Linked DNA regions of Cyprinus carpio: region 2 is linked to region 1. A link is a contact called in public Hi-C data. All regions are on one chromosome and are shown on one strand. The core of a region is the stretch at or near the end of the contact, and the rest is flanking DNA. Distances in the headings are between cores, read along the strand shown.

The links. A called contact is a pair of places that touch in the nucleus more often than the background predicts.
Region 2: a Hi-C map of red blood cells shows a contact between it and region 1, with 2.5 times the contacts expected there. The contact joins the enhancer-like site here to the promoter of LOC109103872 in region 1. A contact is called at or near these places in 2 of 8 Hi-C or Micro-C datasets (red blood cells and skeletal muscle).

What each region holds. Positions count from the first base shown.
Region 1 is chrA15:4,334,157-4,339,458 of ASM1834038v1, reverse strand. It overlaps LOC109103872 (forkhead box protein O1-A-like), which reads right to left and starts at 2,367. Exons shown (of 8, transcript XR_006161719.1): 1 at 1,559-2,367. It overlaps LOC109058590 (mitochondrial ornithine transporter 1-like), which reads left to right. Exons shown (of 9, transcript XM_042770814.1): 3 at 3,421-3,676.
Region 2 is chrA15:4,423,223-4,428,524 of ASM1834038v1, reverse strand. The region is part of intron 5 of LOC109103872 (forkhead box protein O1-A-like); the gene reads right to left. Among protein-coding and RNA genes, the nearest start is that of LOC109058590, 68 kb to the right of the region's middle. Within about 2 kb of position 2,589, at least 1 of the 8 cell types and tissues checked has an H3K27ac peak or open chromatin away from gene starts, as enhancers often do.

The DNA.
Region 1 (5,302 bases), core at 1,118-3,617:
GTCATCAGAGGTAAGAGAGGTAAAATGCTCCCTTTTCCAAATGCATTCAGTCATCAATGCCTCACCAACGTATGCACAAAAGCATGACAACTGTGGAATGCTGGCACACAGACACAGAATAAATCAGAGGGTGGAGCGGATCTTTCCTTGTATGCGTAGACCGCCATGCTTGCATACTTGGCAAACATCAGAGGGGTATTGACAGTTAATCCCGTGGATATTAATAGCGTGCAGTGTGATAATGCGCTACACCTAACAACACAACTTTGGACCCACTTAATGAAGAGATTTCCATGGATATTAAAGCACTGTTTTCCTGTTTCTCCAGTTGCCAGGGTGGTTCAGGCATTCCGGTGGTACAACAATGTAAGACAATGTGTCACCCGAACTGATTTATTGGGATCCACGTATCTTCTGCTAGTGTTTGAAGTTGATCTTCATGACACATAAACATGACCAAAGCTCAGTCTTATGGATCACACTTATGTTGAACTCTACTTTGAGTGAATGAAGACTCAACCTCAGAAAAAAACAACAACAAAAAACTCTAGTCTATGTGGTGTCTTTGCATGACCTCAAAACTTTATTTACTCCATTTAAGGTTTTTTTTTTTTTTTTTACTTATTCAATTATATATCAAAACAATATAAAATTTGTTTACAAAATTAGAATTTCTGTTTTTGGAACAATGAAAATAAGTTGAATTCTCTGGATTAAAGAATACTGCAATAAATTCAACCCGATCCGATGAGAAAACAACTATTTTAGTTACGAGGTGGCGATTTTGTATGAATTTGTACAATGTGATTTGTACGAAAATGTACAGATTAAGAAAGTTAGTTGCATGAGTTTGATGTGTTAACCAACAGAAAGCTGTTTGGTTTAAGCAACATCTTTCTGAGCTTGTACTTCAGACTTCACTACATTATTGACAATAAACAAGTCACCTTTTATCCCAGAAAAGTTTGCCAATGTGACCAGACCTTTAGCGGGTTTTGTATTGTTCTGCCACTTAGGGGGTCTGGTATTGGGGATGGGTCCAAATTTTTGTCTTGTCCTAACTTCAACTCCAACAAGTTCTACCTGGAAATGTGGAAAGATCCTACAAGTTTTTGCTCTCTGCAGGCTATATCTATAAAACACTTGTTACCCGGGACCTGTCATGTGACATGGGTCAGCACTTGAACTATTGACTGCAATGCACCACCTTGCCATGTGCTGCCTGTAATGAGAAGCAATCATCTGCCCTATGAATGGAGACTATTGACAATCCCATGACAATCCTAAAACAATAAGTGAAGAGATACACAGTAATCACCCCCTGAAACTCAGGACAGCAAGAATCAATACCAGCTGTGCAAAGCCCAAAAGTTCGCATGTCATGGAGCCTTTCACACGAGACCCGTTTTTGTTTTCATAACAGCTGGATCGGAGCGCAACTGAATGGGAACCATGGTGACCAAGACGCCTTTACAGAAGTTGAACTGCTTGGCGTAAAAACCCAAAACACAAGGCGCAACTGACTGAGAGTATAGACCAAAACCGAAAACATAAATACCTTCCAACCAGCGGAGCTGTTACTATCCCCCTTGTCCTTAAAATAAGGGACGCTTTTCACCATCCAGTCGTAGATCTGAGACAAGGTGAGCCGTTTTTCGGGGGAGCTCTCGATGGCTTTGGTAATCAGGTCCGCGTATGACATATTCCCCCAGGCGTTGCGTCTGGACGAGCTGCTCTTGCGCTGAGCGGCTGCCGCGGCTGCAGCGGCAGCGGCCACTGGAGAAGAGAGCACGGGCACCTGTTGCTGGTGACTCGGGATTTGCTGGTGGTGGATGCAGTTCTCCTGGCACTGGAAATCGCCGCACAGCATGAGAGGCTTCTCATCAGAGAAGTCCTCATTCTCTTCCAGCAAACTGAGGTTGTTGATAAAGTCCGAGTTGCTGGAGGGCTCTTGCTTGACTGACGGAGCCGGGGACGATGTGTTGGAGTCGGCGGAAGCGGGGTTGGGGAACTCCGGCCGCGGCAGCGGCCAAGTACAGGAACGTGGTCTGGAGAGCGGCTCGAAGTCCGGGTCGATCTCGACCATCTGGTTTTGGGCTGCGTCAGCCATGGTACCAGTAATACTGTTTGTCTCTTAAAATGTCACATATGATTGTCAAAAGAAAATATGAGGTGAAACGCAAAAGAACAAACTTTAAACTGACTTAATTACATTGGAAACGACTTAAAAGTCGCAATGTTATTAGAACGACATCAGATTGGTGTTGTTATAAAGTTTTGTAATCCAGTCCAGTCCAGTATTATGCGATAGTCCTGCTGCTGTCGCTTGTTGAATGTCTGTGTACTAAAACTCTAAGTGCTCTTACTGGAACTCACTATCATATGTCACCTGACGCCGCCCACGTACATGATTGACGGCAATGCCGACAGCCAATCACAGGCGCGCTTTTGAAAGCGAAACAAGCAGTGCCTTCATAGACATCTATGAGTGCCTTCGTCCCTTAAAAATTAGTAAACAAACTTTCACGGAGTTTGGATGTTATGAAAACACTTAATTGCGATTTTGACCGCATGGCTTCTAGCTGTATTATATTGCTTGTACATACACAAACAAAGTTGGTTTTTGTTAGTTTAATTACGTCGTAGCAAAATAATAATCGAAATCAAAGAGAGAAACCAAAAATAACAGAAACTGTCTCGACGCTTAACTTTCCAACCAAGATGTTTGTTTTCGTTGATCACAGACGAATAGACTAATTACGAATAAAGATCTATTTAATGCTAATACAACTGGATATATTGTATGTGTGTGTGTGTGTATATATAAAGATATATATATATATTATATATATATATATATATATATGTATATATATATATATATATATATATATATGTATATATATTCTCTTTTTGCTTTTGATCTGGATCTAAATAAGGGGGGACCAAATTCGGACAAGACATATCATCTGTTTATTTTGGTGCATTTATTATAAATACCAAAATATTTGCAATATACTACTTAATATAAAAAAAGATAAACGAATGTAATATTATGTAATATCAATACGATTAAATTATTCAATTGATTTGAATGATTTTTACATTAAAGAAACTAAACTATGTGTGTGGGGGGGGGGGATTTTATTCTTACATTAATATCAATAGTCCATACTGTACCTGCATAAAATGTTTGTAAGAATTCATGACGGCATATACTGTAATCTTTTGATGCTTAAGTATCTGGCATTATACTCAAGGCTATTCTGCCATCTAGTGGTTAAAATACCTCAGTGTCCATATTATTTTTTATGCTCAAATATCGCGTTTGATGAAGTGACCTTGTGTCACAATCTTGATGTTGAGTCAACAACTTCTGCAGGATATGACAGCAACACGACCGCCTTCTCTTATTTCCAGGGCCCATGGTTCCAGGAAGTCCCCGCGTGACGAACCCTACACACCCCTGCACAGCCAGTTTGGCATGTACACACCTGTGGTGGTGATCGAGGAAGTGTGAATGTTAGTACCAGCTTCAGGAGTGTTTTGCGTCAGTAGTAAGTTAATTATTTCACAGGACAGTTTGTTTCGAGGCTCTTGAACCAAGTACATGATTGGATATAGTCTGTAGAAGTGTCTGATGCCAGGACAGTCAGTGATCCAGAAGAAGGGGCGGGTAAGTGTGAGAATACCTGCTCTGTGTGACCATGCAGAACATATGTGAGATTGCAGTAGCAGAGTTTAATGTTGCTAAGACATTCTGATCTTTGCATGGTTCAGATGGTCAGTGTTGGGCTCAAAGGGACTCTTGACCCCTCTGGGAGGATTCCCTCTAAATCTGGTTTAAAGATTAAGACTATTAATAGAGAGCTCACAGGTCAGATATAAATACCATCTTCTTACATAGGCACTAAACTTATGTAATGTTCTGTGATGGGTTATGGTCCCTTTTTTTTCATTTCTCTTTACATTTTTGTGTTAATGTATGCCACTATATGCACTTTTGGACATGTGGGACCAGGGTATACCTGTTTTACCTTCTTCTTCTTTTTTATTTGTATTTTGGTTTTTGAGATTGTGTGTGTTTTTATGGTATTAAGCCTTGAAAATATTTTTTCAAAGTTGTGCATTAAACATATTGTAGGATTATGTTTAACAAGAAAATACTTAAAAATGGTCTAAATAGAAAATAGTGTTTCTATAAAAAAAACACATTTAATTCAGTGTTTTACTTGTCATTTCTTTGTAATGGCACAGGGCCCCCATCAAAAAGTTATTTTGATACTCAAGTTTCCCAGAACACCTTGATTAGCTGGTTCATGTGTGTTTTATTGGGGTTGGAGCTGAAATCTGCAGGATCATAGCTCACCAGGAGCAGGGTTGGAGATCCTAGACATGCTTTATGTGCGGTTACGAAATATGCCAGACGTTAGTGCGTATAGTAAAAGACGTCAATCTGTCACCTGTTACATAGGAAAACAATGGCAATGCTTTCTCTGTGAATGTTCTGTGTGATGATCTATTGTTATTCTTGTTTGCTACATTATAAAGTATCCTGTTGCATTGTTAGAAGCACTTGCAAACTATTCAGTGTGTGAGTGAACTCTCTGATTAAGTTGGACTGAATTGTGAACATTTGTAGACATTTTAAAAAACCTGTTTGACCGGTTACATCAAAAAAGTGATACATTCGTAAAGTTGAAATCACTGTCCAGCTTAATCAATTCTGCATGTGTATATACAGGGCCGGCGCTCCGCACACACGCACATCACGCACCTGCGCGTAGGGCACCAAGTGCTTGGGGGGGGGCACCAAAAAATCTGGGTCGTGAAAAAAAAATCATCACAATAGGCTACTAGTATAAATAACAAATAAAATATTTCTAAAAGCATGGTTAATATACAAAAGCAATACAAAAAGTAATATAGGCCTAGACCAAATTAGTCGAGAAAAAGGTGAATCTCTGTGCCAGTCTCCCTCTGGTGCCCCCCCTTCCCCACCTCCCAGTGTCTCTGTTCGATTATGCCTCAATCAATGTCAAATTTGGCAGACACCGACCTCAGACATGGCCTCGAAAAGGCACCAAGAGTCGGGGGCGGAAAAAAGAAAAAAAGAAGAGACAGCGGATGATGCTCGCGCGCGTCTCTTGCAGGTAAGACAATTTTTTAAATAAAAATGTTAGTTTTGTAGCCCTTGCGTGTAGTATGGGTCATGTCCAGGGGCGTCGGCGCGTCCGCGTCGCTAGTAGTGCAAAAGATCCGGGGCTTTTTAGCCCTGCATGTTGTTGAGTTTTGAATGTTT
Region 2 (5,302 bases), core at 1,340-3,839, 89 kb before region 1:
TGATAGAGGTGGAAAAGAGAGGACAGAATATACTTAAATGCCTTGCCGGTTTTGTTGCTCGGTGAAGTCGCTCAGGTAATGTGGTAGGTCTTTACACTCGTTGGTCTTCACATAAGGAGAGTTGAACGCTTCAAATCCACAGTCTAATACACTAAAGTGAAAACAGCTGTGGCCGCCTTCTAATTATCACAACCAATAGCCTATAGCAGGGCAATTCCTCAAATTGAAACTACAGTTCCCACTTCAATGCCGGAAGGGTGCAATGCAAATTACACAGGCTCCTTCTTAGCTGAGGGCAATTATTATTAAAATTACCAATAAGTGCAATCAAAAATACAAACACCAATGAAAATGCAAAGTAGAAATAGGCAGGAAACAAAATATTCCTTATTAGCAGCAAGTGATAATTCAAACAGCAGATCTATAAACAAGTATGATATCTAGATGAAAGAGTATCTATGTGCTGAGAATTAACTGACTTTTGTGACATGAGGCGGCTAGTAGATGGTTGTAATTTTTAAAAAAAAAATAAAAAGGATTTAAACAATTGTTCCTTATGCTATTTTAAAAAAAAAAATACATTTTAAATATGAAAATGCAGGTTTTTAAATTATTATTAAGTACATTTAAAGAAGAATTTTGTTATTGTTTCTATATATATATATATATATATATATATATATATATATATATATTACTTTTAACTAAAACAAGAATTTTTAATAAAAATTAAATCAGTATTTGTAATCAAAATGAATTCAATATTAAATGAGATTTTTTTTTTTTTTAATTTGTGCCTTGTTCAACCTTTTTATTCTATACAGAATTTAAGTGACTATTCCTGTCATTACAACAATAACTACAAGTACAAAAATTATAAATGGCTTCACCGATGGAGTTTTGGTTCCTTGCCGCTGTCGCCTCTGGCTTGCTTAGTTGGGGACACTTAATATCCATTGATATCATCGACTTGATTGCATAGATACTATTGAGGCCCCGTCCACACGGGGACGGAGCTTACCCCAATCCGATCTTTTTTTTTCCTCGTCTCAAGAAATATCCGTGTCCACACGAAACCGCAAAATGATGTAGTATACATGCCAGACCAGCTTGTGGCGCTGTAATTCTGTAATTCATGTGGCGCTGTTGCTGTTACATGACGTAGAGGTGTCTGACTAGGGGGGAGACGTGGGCTGATGATGTCATCGTTTCAGAAAATATACGGATTAGCCGTCCAGACGAAAACGCAAAGACGGCGTTTTCAAATTTATCCACTCTGGGACCCGATTTCAAAAAATATCGGTTTCACCTTACGAAAACGCCGGATCCGTGTGGACGAAACGCCTATCCAATAAAAAATTTGTGCGTATTCACAGAAACGCGTCTCCGTGTGGACGGGGCCTTAAACTGAACTGAGCTGGATGATGACATCACTGAATTCAATGATGGACTGCCTTTAACTGAAATTTGAGTATTTACTATTGTCATGTTGCATTATTGCCACACTATTTTCCTATTTAATACTGTAAAGTTGCTTTGACACAATCTGTATTGTTAAAAGTGCTATATAAATAAAGGTGACTTAACTTGACTTGACTTCATCATTTCCACTCTGTTTTGAAAAACAGTTCCAAGCTTTGTCACGAAGAAGTTAGTTCTCCTTGTCCACACGTCGCTAGTGTAGATCTGTATCTCAGGGTCATGACTGAAGAGTAGGTATATTGTTGTACTGCGTCTTGTGGGTGTCAAGGTCAGTAAATAAACAGAGCAAAGATGACAAAACAGAAGGAAAGGGAACATAGAACCATTTCCCACCATAATACTAGATCATTTATCAAGCAACCTGTTTCATTGGTAGGGTTAGAATAGCTTAGAAGCTCAGTGAGATGCTGACTAAATTAAGGAAAGACAGAAAGGCTGAGGTTAGAAGAGGAGGATGGGTAGAAGTGCAGAAATTCTGGCTGAAAGGCCTTTTAAGAGGGAGGCAATTGCTCTGGTTACTCAGTAACCCGGAGCAACAGTTGTCACTTACCTCTCCCCTAATACCCTTCACCCTCAGCACACGTGAAGAGGGACTGCTCCGAATCAGCCAGCACTCTCTTTCTCTCTTGAAAGCTTGTTACCCTTCAGGGAAAGACTTATAGAGTCTTCATGAAATGCCTTAAACACTTTGATCACAAATAGACTTCCTCCTTGTGATGTTTGCAATTGTTTTCAGGGCTGGGTGTGGTGGATCGGAGCATTTATTTAAATGACAGCTTGTCAAATCAGCCAATTCTTCTTATGATTGTGCTGATGTTCTAAGTTTCAATATCAAAGCCATAATACAGTGAAATATGCACGGATAGCTTCACGGCATGCACCATAGTCCAGAGGCCCAAAAGGTTTGCGTGACTCACTGGAAGAGTGGCGTGGCTTTTGTGCACTAGATGCATGTAGGGATTTTGTCAAACACACACATGCACACACTCACGTCCAGACTAGCACAGGGAGGTGCTAAACGGTTGGTGGCAAGAGGAACCAGACTGAACCAGTCAAAGTTCTGAGACTGCTTTCCACAGCCAGGGAGAGTGTGAATGAAGGCTGTTTGGAGGCCAGGATTTTGACTAACCCACGGAATGGTACCAGCACAAAGACTCTGGTGAGGGTAATTCCATTAGGATTCACTTGAGAATAAAAGAGCTGCTACTTAGGATGGATGCCCCAATGTTTGCTGTTTACTTTTCTATAAAAACAATGTAGTAGCACTATCTCTGTGATCCTCAGGTTGAGAAGCACTGTGATGATGATGATGATGATGATGATGATGATATTGATAATAAAATGTTGCTGGACTATTTGGGTATAGCATGTTTGGAATTGTGATTTTAATAGTTATTTGATGCCATAAAATGGGTTTAAAAATAAATATATACGTAAGGATAAACATATGTATTGTTTTTTTTGTTTGTTCGTCGTTTTTTTTTTTTTGTTAGCGAGAGAGAGAGAGGAGAAGAGCAAAGAGCTCATTACTTGTAATTGTAAAAGTAAAACATGAACACCCTCTCTCTTCTCCTGCCATAGCTAGGCCTAGTAGCACTAATTGAACTAATTTATTTTTTTTTCAATGATATTTTTTCTTCTCTTACGTCAAAGAAAGCAAATTTTAGATTATAAACCTTATTTTTCGAATTTAATAATCGTCTATTGAATAAAAGCTTAATTCACAGACTTCCCTACAAAAAGCAGAGTAAAGACAATTTGCAAAGCCATTGCAGCAGGTTACTGTCCACCGCCACTGTGAAAAGACTATCTCACGCTCTACATGACACCTTGTTTTGTTCCTTTGCCTGCTCCGCTTTGGAAAGCCATGTAAATGAATGGCCGTGGGTGAATCACACACGGATGGAGATTAAGTCTCGAGTCCTAACTCACAAAATGAATCATGCAACCTGTTGAGAGCCCAAGTCATCCAGAGCAGCTGTCTCAACACACCGAGGTTACGAGCCTCCATCAGTACTTGCTGTGGGGTGTGTTTTTATGGCTATCAATCTGTGGGCGTATTTTGGATTCCTTTTTCAATTTTTGGCCTGACAGAGTTCAGCTGGTCTTCTTCAGAATAACAAATGATATCGGTGGCCACTTCAAAACCGGATGAAAAATAAACATTTTTAAGTGTCCGCTCAGAAAAACATGGCCATTTACTGGCTAAGAAATGCTACATATTGTTTTAAGTTACTGTTACTCAGGAAAAGCTCTCTTAAGGTCATTTCCTGCCATTCAGTGGCGACAAATCTCCACTTACTTTTGGCCGAGAGTCCTTAGCTGGCATAGTAACTCCAAGCTAGTTTTGAAAAAATAAGTAATAATTGTTCCGTGGTAAATTAAGCAGTTGAAAATATCTCAGTGATTTTAGTACACAGTTGTTAGCAGTAGGATATGAAACACTTTTGGTACTGAGTAAGTTCAGAGTTAATGAAATTAATTACATTTTTATATAATTGAATCTTTAAAAAATATTTTTTTTATTATTATTATATTTTATTTTTCCCCCATTTCACCTGCAAACAGCTGTAAATATATAGGTAACACTTTAAAATAAAGTTCCATGTGTTAGCATTACAACTACGTTAACATGAACTAACAATGAAAAATACTACTAAATCATTAATTCATCTTAATTAACAGTAATTTTGGCATTTTGCAAATACATTATTAAAATCATAAGTTGTATGTCAATGTTATGACATGTCATATAATGGATATGAGCTAACATGTACTAACAATGAACAGCTGTATTTTTTATTAACTAATGTTAACAAGCTTAATAAATACTGGAACAAATATATTGCTCATTGTTAGTTCATGTTAGTTAGTGCATTAAATATGATTACCAAATGGAAACTTATTGTAAAATGTTACCAATATATTTGTGGCATACTGTGTGAATTCTTATGATTATTAATCATGTTCAGACACTTTTCCATATAACAGTGCTTTTAAAGCTCTGTTGTAGTCATGTACTGTAGCTATGAATCATATCAAGAGAAACCAATAGAAATTGGTCCAGATTCATATTTAGACCTGCTTGCTGGTCGTTATAGAAACCGTTGATCAGATGGTCCACCAAGCATGTCAGTCAGTGATGTAACTGCTCAGATCTCATCTGCTGCCACGATATGAGAAGAGAACGCTGCTGATTGCATAATTGCCATCACAACACATATAATTACTTGCCATTATAACAGATGCTTTTTTTGTGCTAATCAAATTACAGTAAACCAACTGCAGCCATCAGGAGCAACTAGGATCTCGAAACCAAGATCCATTACTGAGACGGCTGCCTTTTCTGCAATGATTTTGAGTCTGCATAATGGATTTAAATTTGATAAAAATGGGTTAAACAGTGGTAAGAGTATTGCACTTTTATTGTCAAATGAAATTACCATTAAAATTTTGTTAGAATAATAATAATAAAAAAACTCTGTAAATATATAGTTTAAAAATTGTATTAAACTGAATAATTTGTGGAAAAAAAATTGTGGCTCTGTTTTTAAATAATAATTTATTTAATAATTAATTAAATTAATAATTATAATTAACATTTTCTTAAGAATAAAATTAATTTTATAAATATTTAAATAATTTAATATTTTGTATAAAAAAGCTTTGGTAACTCTTTCTATGAAGCCCATATTTATAATACATTATAATGGTATTCTTAAGGCATTATATTAAATGCATAATGGCATTATATATATAATATTATAATATATATATGAATATATATATATATATATATATATATCATATATATATATAT